Regions from separate parts of the Sus scrofa genome. Here all the other regions are linked to region 1. Evidence: chromatin contacts called from public HiChIP or PLAC-seq data. All regions are on one chromosome and are shown on one strand. Each heading gives the region's core, a stretch centred on a gene start, on an enhancer-like site or on the middle of the called end of the contact. The rest is flanking DNA. Distances are from core to core; before and after follow the strand shown. Region 1 holds the start of BAHD1 (bromo adjacent homology domain-containing 1 protein). Region 2 holds the start of SRP14 (signal recognition particle 14 kDa protein). Region 3 holds the start of ZFYVE19 (abscission/NoCut checkpoint regulator).

The links. HiChIP or PLAC-seq counts read pairs in DNA pulled down with a chosen protein or histone mark.
Region 2: an H3K27ac HiChIP or PLAC-seq map of alveolar macrophages shows a contact between it and region 1. The contact joins the promoter of SRP14 here to the promoter of BAHD1 in region 1. A contact is called at or near these places in 1 of 47 Hi-C or Micro-C datasets (omental adipose tissue) and 1 of 2 datasets of contacts at active chromatin or transcription factors (alveolar macrophages).
Region 3: a contact with region 1 is called in an H3K27ac HiChIP or PLAC-seq map of alveolar macrophages. The contact joins the promoter of ZFYVE19 here to the promoter of BAHD1 in region 1. A contact is called at or near these places in 1 of 5 promoter capture datasets (liver) and 1 of 2 datasets of contacts at active chromatin or transcription factors (alveolar macrophages).

What each region holds. Positions count from the first base shown.
Region 1 is chr1:130,872,918-130,876,188 of Sscrofa11.1, forward strand. BAHD1 (bromo adjacent homology domain-containing 1 protein) reads right to left here and starts at 1,818. Exons shown (of 7, transcript XM_021097680.1): 1 at 1,783-1,818. LOC106509023 (a long non-coding RNA gene) reads left to right here and starts at 942. Exons shown (of 3, transcript XR_002345437.1): 1 at 942-989; 2 at 1,240-1,473.
Region 2 is chr1:131,239,814-131,243,084 of Sscrofa11.1, forward strand. It overlaps SRP14 (signal recognition particle 14 kDa protein), which reads left to right and starts at 1,748. Exons shown (of 5, transcript XM_003121602.6): 1 at 1,748-1,888; 2 at 2,038-2,110; 3 at 2,612-2,724. The coding sequence starts at 1,865.
Region 3 is chr1:130,516,491-130,519,761 of Sscrofa11.1, forward strand. It overlaps ZFYVE19 (abscission/NoCut checkpoint regulator), which reads right to left and starts at 1,453. Exons shown (of 12, transcript XM_001929402.5): 1 at 373-1,453. It overlaps DNAJC17 (dnaJ homolog subfamily C member 17), which reads left to right and starts at 235. Exons shown (of 11, transcript XM_001929383.4): 1 at 235-425. The coding sequence starts at 348.

The sequences.
Region 1 (3,271 bases), core at 568-3,067:
CTGCGGGGGCCTTGCCGCCCGCGCACTCGGAGGCAAACCGGCTCCGCCGCGACCAAGAAACAACCGGCGTCCTCCCGCCCTCCGCGGCCCGGGACGCCCGCGCCGCCGCCGCCCGGCCGAGCTGCCACCCTGTGGCCGCCACCCACCCCGCCCCCGGCCTGCGAAGCGGGCGGCCCCCGGGGGCTGTCACCTCGAGGCGCTCCGCGCTCCCCGATGGCGGGACCGTGGCGCTGGACCTGAGGGAAAGAGGCGGCGCGAGCGAGCGAGCGGCCGCACCTGCTTCGCGTCGTCCGTCCGTCCGTCCCTTCCCGGGCTGGCGGGGGCGGCGGCGCGGCGCGCTCGGTGGGGCGCGCTGACGGGCGGCCGGTCCTCTCTCCTTCACTCGTCTGCCTCCCTCGCTCGCTCCCTCCCGCCCGCTCGCCCCTTCCCCTCCTCCTCGACCGCGGCCCCTAGCTCACCGGGAGGGCGGCGCGGACGGCGCGGCTCTGGGAGCCCGCAGGCCCTGGCCGGGCTGGAATCCGGCGGCTGGAACCCCCCGGGGGCGCTCAATTCCCGGGCTCCACGCTGCTGCGTCAGCGCCTCCTCCTGGGGGCCGGGGCCGGGCGGGCGGAGCGGGGGCCGCGGTCGGGCGGGGCCGTCGGGGGGGCGGGCGCGCCTGGCCCAGGCGGGCGGACGGCGGGAGCCGGACGGGCGGGGCAGGCAGCCGGACGGGCGGGCGGCGGGGGCCGGGCTCCGGGATCCGCTACGCCGCTCGCGGTTCCCCCACAAACTCCCCGAGAGCGGAGCCTCCGCCGCCCTCCTTCCTGCTTCCTCGTCCCTAGCCAATCAGCGGCGCGCCCCTCGGCCAGCTCCGCCAATCAGCCGCCCCGCCCTGCGCTGGCCCCGCCAGCCAATCCGGCCCTCGGCTCCCCCTCCCGGTCTCCGACCAATCAGAACCGTGGGTCGGTCGTCCCAACGCAGGGGGCAGCACGAGGCGGCCGGGGGAGGCGGTGCGGGGAGTGGTGGGGCCTGGGGGGAGGGGTACGGTGCCAAGGGTGGTGGAGTGGGGGGTGGGTTTCTTTGCCGGCTTCTCGGATTTTCTCTTCGTCTCCAGAGCCGGAGCCCGTATCCCATGGTGACCCGACCCTAGAGCCCCAATCCACTAGCTGCTACCCCACCCCCGCCCCCCCGAGAAATCTAATCTCACCCCAGCCCTGGCCGTCACCTCTCTTCATCCCTCGTCCCCTTTTTCCTCTCCAGCACCCACTGGAGAAAACTGCGGGCCGAGGAACGCCCCACGCTCGCCAGCGGCTGCTGCCCCCAAGGCAAAGCTTCGGGAAGACCAGCCGAAAATCAAGCGCAGACAACCCCCCTTTCCTGCAGAAAGGGCCCCAGACTCCAACGAAAGGGCCCCGACTGCTGAGAAGCCCCTCCCGCCCTTGCCTCATCTTTCCGACTTCCCTGCCTGCCACGTCTCCTTTCCTTTCCAGCAAGGTCGGTCCTGGCTCGGTAACCCCTCACCCGCATCTCTTTTCCCTCTTTCTCCCCTTCACCTACCTACCGCCCCCCACTCCAGCTCCTAATTCACCTCTCTCATAAGCAGAGTGTGAAACCCTCAACCGTTTCCAGCCGACAGCAGAGCCTGGTCTATGAGTCCTTGACACCCACACACCCTCTTCCATCACCGCGGGGAACACCAGAGCTCTCCGGGCGAGGGAGGAGGGGGCGGGCAGCCTGACAGCCCAGGCTGGACTCCCTCCCTCGCGTCCCCAAGCCAGGATGGGACCAAGTGTGGACACTTACCTGGCTTCCCCCTAGTCACCGAATGCCGTGGCTCCGTCTCACACCCACAGACGTGCCTTTCCAAGCCTGAGCACGCTCGCAGGGTCAGCGGGGTGGGTGGGCACAGCAGGCTGAGGTCACACGGAGGTGTGGGAGGTCCCTGAGGGGTGCGGGAAGGGGCTGTATCTTGGCCACCTTGAATTGCCAGAGCCGGCAAAGGACTTCCCTTCAGCAAAGTCTGGATGTGCACTTAGTAGGTTCTTGAGAAATACTGAGTCCTCTTTGAAACAAAGCTTCATTGCCAATTTAGGCAGGGGAGGGGAGCTTTGGGAGGTAAAAGGAGGAGCGGCAGAAAGGGTAGTGTCAAGTCGCCAGCTACATGGAGGAAAACACCTCTGACAGAGAAAAGCACCCCCAGGGCTGCGGCTGCCTAGACAAGAGCAGAAATGCAGCCTTGGAGTGTGGCTGAAGGGCTCCTCCTGCACCATACATAATGCTTTGCCTTTCCTAGACCGCGGCAGTCAAGCACTCACTAGAAGATAGCCTTTAAGACAATTAGGGCTACTAGCCCCTATGCCTGGGAAATAGAACCCTAAAAGATGGTTCCCTATCTGCCTCTAGAGCTGTCAATGGGGCCCAGACAGACCTAGCTGTGTAGGGGGACATGTTTAAAGGACCTGGCCACCCAGCAAGGTGTGAATGGAAGCTGAAAGCCGAGACTGTGGCATGGCAACTTCTCAAAGGGCCAGGTTCTCCCAAGACAAATGCTCCTACTTTTCCCACGTCCCACCCTCAGGGAAAGCAAAAACCCCAAACCTACAAAAGTAGAACTCTTAAAGGATTGCTCCTCTCCCTGAGCCTCCCAGGACAAGCTTCCTACCAGTCCCACCACCACCATCTGGCCAGCCCTACCCCCCCCCCTTACAAAATACCTCCTCCCCCTGTCCCAGTCTGTCCTTTGGGCTGATACCGCCACCCCTCATCAGAGACTGATGGTAGAGGGTAACAGCAAAAGTGGCCACTGGAGCTAGATCATGCCATTCTGGCAGCCAAGAGCCAAAACAGGAGAGGGGACAGGGCTCCTGTCAGCAACCCAGCCTATTGTGACCTTGGCTTCATGCCCACTAATGGGCAGGGATTGAGGCCAAGAGGGTGAGAAAAGAAATGTACCGAGTCACAGGAAAGGAGACCTAAGTGGCAGGAAGCCCATCCTCGGCCTAGGAAGTGGTTGCAGGGTGAGGTTAGAAGAGTGGACTTTTCCCCAGCATCCAGGAGTGAAGATCCAATGGCCCTGGGCTGGGGAGTGGGGAAAGAGTTGTCTTTATTTGGGGCTGTGGTGGGAGGGAAAAAAGGGAAACTGATTGTTGAGGAGACAGAGCGGTCATGAGAACCCATTCCAGTCTACCCGGCCTGCCCAGCCTGCCCAACAGCTGGAGGAGTTCTACTCTCAGAGCCTCCGTCATGTGGGTGGCTGCCTCCTGTGCCCCAGGAGGCTCTAACCAAGTGGACT
Region 2 (3,271 bases), core at 498-2,997, 370 kb after region 1:
TTTGTTACAGCAGCAATATGATGCTAATCCAACCCTCTCATCATCTCCCCATTTCTTGCCTTGTCTCTCTACAGAGCCTTCTCCATACCACAGACAGGGGAGAATTTTTAAAAAAATGTAAATTAGATTGTCACTGCTCTGTTTAAAACTTTCTTAATGAGAGACTTTATTTGTATTGGGAACAAAATCTGAATTTTCCACGACCATAGGCCCTATATAAGTTGGTCACTGGCTTCATCTCTAAGCTCTCCATACTGTCCCTTCTCCCCACCTTCCACATGGGGGCTCCACTCCCAGCCACTCCTCAGCATTGTGGACACAGGGCAGCTTGTTTCCCCTTTGGGGCCTTTGTTCTAGCCATTCACTGTGTCTGAAACACTCTGTCCCCTGATCTTTTTGAATGGCTGGTCCTTTTAGCTTTCAGCTCAGAGTTCTCCTCAGTGGGATTTCTCTGACCCCCAACCTAAAGTTGTCCCCTTGTCACTCTTATTTGTATCATCCCCTTTAGTTATCTTCACAGCACTCATTATCTGAAGCTATACTTCTTATTATTTCCTCCTTATTTCTTTAACCCAAGAAATTTGTCCTATGTCCTGCTATAGCCCTAACTCCCTGGCACAGGCTGAGATACCCTCAGTGAAAACCCGGTTGCATGAGTTCAGCTTGCCTTTACCAAGGTCTAAGGGTTCAAGCTGACTACTGGCAGAGCAGGGCCTAGACCCCAGGTTTCCTCACTGAGCCCAGAGGTGAACTAAGATATGGCTCCAGGCGCTCTTGAGACAGGCAGGAACCTGGGACCCTTTGCTGTAGCGGCTGCAATGCTTGCACCTAGACAAACATGTCCTCCAGCAGGAGAATACAAAGAAACTATAAGGCACTAAAAATATCGGCCGTTTGGGGCAAATTATGGGCAGGAAGATACGAAAAGTCTAAAAACCCAACTGCCACTTCTGAAGAGCTAAAAGCAAAAGCAGGGTGTTGGAAGCAAAAGCGGGAGTTCCCCCCGTAGCTCAGTGGTTAATGAACCCAACTAGGATCCATGAGGATAAGGGTTCGATCCCTGGCCTTGCTCAGTGGGTTGAAGATCTGGCGTTGGCATGAGCTGTGGTGTAGGTCACAGAGGAGCTCGGCTCCCAAGTTACTGTGGCTGTAGTGTAGCTCCGATTAGACTCCTAGCCTGGGAACCTCCACATGCCTCGGGTGCGGCCCTAAAAAGACAAAAAGACATCCCTCGCCCAAAAAAGCACAAAAGCAAAGTATTAGGCATGCCCTCTGCACACCACCACCAAAGCTACTCCTCTGGCCCAACCTCCACCCCTGGACCTGCCCTTACAAGAACCCCGGGATGGTAGCAGTCTTGCTAGAGCTGGGGCCGCCCAGCCTGGTCAGAGAAGGAGAGTTCAGTGGACCGCCAAGGAATTTATTCTAATGAAACAGCTAACGGTGCAAACATTCTATGCCTCAGGCACTGTTGGAGGGATTTAATAGGAGTTCATTTACTCTTCACAACCAACTAAAAGGTGGTTACTATTATAAGGTGAGGAAATTGAAGCATCAAATTGTCAGGTAAACTCGACCAACATACAGTTGAACGTACACAACTAGGTTTCCCTCGAACCTTTCCCACGCCCTCGCTCTCCCTCCCACTGCTTGTGTGAAATCCCGCACAGCCCGCGAGCTTCCAAAGGACAAGCGGGGGCGTCTCAGAGCGCAGGCGCGGGGTGGGTGAGGCGGGGAAAAGGTGGAAGCAGGGATTGGGTAGAAGAGAGCAGAAAAATAGCGGAAGTCCCGCCCAGCCAGGGTGGAACTTCCGGTTCCGACTGCTTGGGGCTTGTGCTGACTGAGCGGAGCCCGCAGTGCCGGTATGGTGCTACTGGAGAGTGAGCAGGTATGGCGAGAGCTGGCTGGTCTAGGGGCCGAGGGGCCGATGCGGTTCGGGGCTTACTTGGGACCTGTTTCCGTTGGTGGGAGGTTCTGGGACTTGGCCATGCGAGAAGGGGGTTTGGGCCTAACGGGGCCGGGCTTGTTGTGTTCCAGTTCCTGACGGAGCTGACGAGGCTCTTCCAGAAGTGCCGGTTGTCGGGCAGCGTCTTCATCACCCTGAAGAAATGTAAGAAGCTATGGACGGAGCAAGGCCGGGAAGGAGCTAGAAGGCCGAGCGTTTCCCTGGTCCGGGGGCCCAATTACTGGGAGCCACAGACGGAATCTGTCTGCCGTGCATCCCTGCCTTCCCCCCAACCTTGTGCTGGGCACATCCAGAGCTGACGGGCCGGAGTATTAGGGATTGTGGCTGATGCGGTCCCCAGCACTTAGTCACCTGAGTGAGGCTGTCCCAGTGAGTCCAAGCATTTCAGGCCTTTTTGTCAAGGATCCCAAAACTCCTCTACAGTTAGTGAGATTTAATCTGCTTTGATATTACAGTGTTCCCATCGTGGAAGTAGCACATAGATTCTCAAGGTAGCAATGCCGAGAGTGATGGCAGATACGTAGTTAACAGGACTAGATCACTGGAGGGGGATTAGGTTATCTTTTGTATCCCTTCCCTACTTATTAGCTTTTTGTCTGTTAACAACGTTGTGGCTGTGTTTACCAGGATACATTTTTCACGCAGATGATGGTCGAACTAAACCCATTCCAAGGAAAGGTTCTGTGGAGGGATTTGAGCCCGCGGACAACAAGTGTCTATTAAGAGCTACTGATGGGAAAAAGAAGATCAGCACTGTGGTGAGTTGGATTCCTAACACTCCTGATTTTGTAGGTTAAAGACTTGAACTTAAGTTAGGGTTATCAGAACCAGGTTTTTTGTTGTTTTTTGTTTTAAACTATTAAATAAAGCCTAGTTTGTAGCTCCCCACCTGTTTTGGAATCAGGGTCTTCTTTTATTACCTTAGTAGTAGAAAACTCAAGAGCAAAATTAAAATGAAGAAAGTAAAAGTCAAACGCTTGTCAGAGTAAAATTAGCGTATTGGTCCTTATAGTATCAATGTAAGGAGCAGTTGACATATTTGATTCCTTGTTCCTGTACTGTTCCTGCCTTCAATGAACAGTTTCTTGGTACCAAATGATGCTTTTTTTTGCTTTTTAGGGCCACACCCGTGGCATATGGAGGTTCCCAGGCTAGGGGTCGAATTGGAGCTGTAGCAGCTGGCCTACTGCCACAGCCACAGCAACACCAGATCTGAGCCATGTCTGTGACCTACATCACAGCTCACGGCAACACTGGATCCTTAACCCAACCCACTGAGTGAGGCCAGGGATCGAACACGCAACC
Region 3 (3,271 bases), core at 203-2,702, 360 kb before region 1:
CAGAGTTGATTTCTTGTGAGTCAGGTCCAGAAGCCCTAGGACCTTCGCCCAGCCCCGCCCCTGCTTCCCCACGCCCACTTGCGCGCGAGAGCCAAGGCCTCGGAGCAAGGAATTACGACAGTCACCCCTGCGGGAGAGCAGTAGTGGCGTGCGCGGACGCTGCTGGGAGTCGTAGTTCTTTCACCCCTGCCAACTTCTCTCAGAGGCAGTCAAGCCTGGCTGGCCCAGATCACGACATTTCCCAGGGGGCTAAGCGCCATTCAGCTGGCTTGGGATCCAACTGTCCCCGGTCCCGACACGCTTAGACTCCTGGGAGTTGTAGTACTAATCCAGTCAGGATTGGAACCATGGCGGTGACCAAAGAGCTCTTACAGATGGATCTGTACGCGCTGCTAGGTATCGGGGAGAAGGCGGCGGACAAAGAGGTGAGAACTGGAGCGAGGAGGGCCGTTCCCGAGCGACCTGGCGACTCTTCCGGTCTTGGCCTCTCTCCCGAGGCTGGCACCACCAGCTTTCCAGGTTCGACCCGGCCCTGGGTGTTTGGCAACGAGGGGTCGGCCCGACGGCCTCAGAAGCGGGTTCCGAGACCTTTCCTAGTGGTCTGAGGACTTCATGAGGAAGAGAGAGCACAGGAAGGAGGTTCTTTGAGTGGAGTACGGTACTGACGTCTCCCCGTGGCCCTTGTCTAAAGGAGGCGGCATAGCCAGCCAGGCGGGCAATCTTTGCTTCCTCACTGCGCCTGCGCAATGTCAGCTTCTGATTCTGCTACACTGTGCAGACGTGAGTCATTCATTCTCTCCAGCAGGTTGATTTAACTTCGCTTAGAGCCTAGGAGAGGACAGGTCTTAAGGCTTCTCCATTCCCTCTTCATCCCCTCCTTGGCAGTGTGACCTATGACTCTGCCATCTCTGTTTTCTTTTACACCCCAGCCCATTGACTCTTCAAGTAGCAGTTGCTCAGGTGTTGTCCTCTCAGCATGTTCTAATGGGTCAAAAGCAGGATCAGAAGGGTAAGGCAAATGGCCTGGAATTCCACAGGAAGGTGTTGATAAATGCGCGAGAGGAGTTCCCACTGTGGCACAGTGGGTTGAGAATGCCACTGCAGCGGCTCAGGTCGCTGTGGAGGTACGGGTTTGCCTCCAGGCCAGGCACAATGGGATAAAGGATCTGGCGTTGCTGCAGCTGCCCTGGGAGGAACTTCCATATGCTGTGAGTGCAGCCATTAAAAATTAAAATAGGGGAGTTCCCGTGGTGCCTTAGCGGAAACGAATCTAACTAGCATCCATGAGGACGCAGGTTTGATCCCTGGCCTCGCTCAGTGGCTTAAGGATCTGGCGTTGCTGTGGGCTGTGGTATAGTTCACAGATGCAGCTTGGATCTGGCGTTGCTGAGGCTGTGGCATGGACCCCTAGCCTGGGAAATTCTATATGTCATGGGTGTGGCCCTAAAAAAAAAAAAAAGATTAAAAAAGGAAATTTCCATTGTGGCTCAGCAAGTTATGAACCCGAATAGTATCCATGAGAATGAGGGTTGATCCCTGCCTTCCCTCAGCGGATTATGGATCTGGCGTTGCCATGAGCTGTGGTGTAGGTAGCAGGTGCAGCTTAGATTCTGCATTGCTGTTGCTATGGTGTAGGCCAGCAGTTGCAGCTCTGATTCGACCTAGCCTAGGAACTTCCATATGCTGCATGTGCATAAAAAATAAAATAAAAAGCAAAAAATATGTATATAATAATTTTTTATTTATTTTTATTTTTATTTATTTTTTATTTTTTGTCTTTTTGCTATTTCTTTGGGCCGCTTCCGCGGCATATGGAGGTTCCCAGGCTAGGGGTCGAATCGGAGCTGTAGCCACTGGCCTACGCCAGAGCTACAGCAACGCAGGATCTGAGCCGAGTCTGCAACCTACACCACAGCTCACGGCAACGCCAGATCGTTAACCCACTGAGCAAGCGCAGGGACCAAACCCGCAACCTCATGGTTCCTAGTCAGATTCGTTAACCACTGCGCCACGACGGGAACTCCAATAATTTTTTAAAAATATGCCAGAGTGGGACACTGATCAAGCTGCAATTAAGATTTCTACTACTTTCCCCTGGATTGTCATGGTAGTTGTAGCAATGTGGGAAAGGGTGGCAGGTGATTCATCAGATGGAAATTAATGCCTACAAATGCCCATGTACTTTTAGGTGGCTCTGCTCATAGGCTGAGTGAGCTTGTGAGAAGAGGAAGCTCTGGGGCAAAAGAGCAAGGGGACCGATAAGGCCCTTGAGGAGGGTTGCTGTCAGCCTGCACAGAACTGTTTCCTACAGCTACAGCTGAAATTAGAAGTGGGCCATGGGGACATGCATAGAGCACCAAATGCATCTGCTATACCTGTCTCATAAGGCTTACAATTTCACTGTTAATAATTCCTAACACCCATATAATATGTGCTGGACACTATTCTAAGTGTTCTACGTTTGTAAATCTTTAATTAGAGCTTCATTAATAGTGAGAAATTACTGCAGACATTTCACACCAGATCCAACCAGTGTGTTTGAACCTTGAAGTTGAGAACTCCTAAAGAAGGCAGTTGTGAGCCATTAATGTGTGTGTGTGTATATATAATATTTATTTATTTATTTTTGGCCAAACCTGAAGCATATGGAAGTTCCTGGGCTGGAGTTGAATCTGAGCTGCAGCTGTAAACCATGCCATAGCTGTGGCAATGCTGGATCTTTAACCCCCGGTGCCAGCTGGAGATCAAACTGGTGTTGCCCAGAGCCAATGCTAGATCCTTAACCTACTACATCACAGTGGGAACTCCCGCTGATGTATATATTAATCAGAGAAGTGACATAGATTTTAAAGAAATTATTCGGAGTTTCCTGGTGGTGCAGTAGGTTAAGGATCCAGCACTGTCACTGATGTGGCTTTGGTCACTGCTGTGGCGTAAGTTCAGTCCCTGGCCTGGAAATTTCTGTATGCCATAGGCATAGCCAAAAGGAAAAAAAAAATTCAATGTCAGTGTGCAGAAAGGATTGGAGTGGGGGGCAGGTGGAGGAGCTGCTGCTAGGGGATCAGGTGGGAATGTTGTCGACACAAGAGACCAAGGTCTAAGCAGCACAATGAAGTTGGGATCCAGTTTTCACCCAGATGAGATAAGGGATATGTGAGAAGGCACTTCAGAAAAGATAACAGGTGCTGCTCTGGCTTTTTAGTAGGGGATGCAGAACTATAATACAAGGCAGAATATAAGTTCCTTAAGAGGAATACAGATAAAGTGCTGT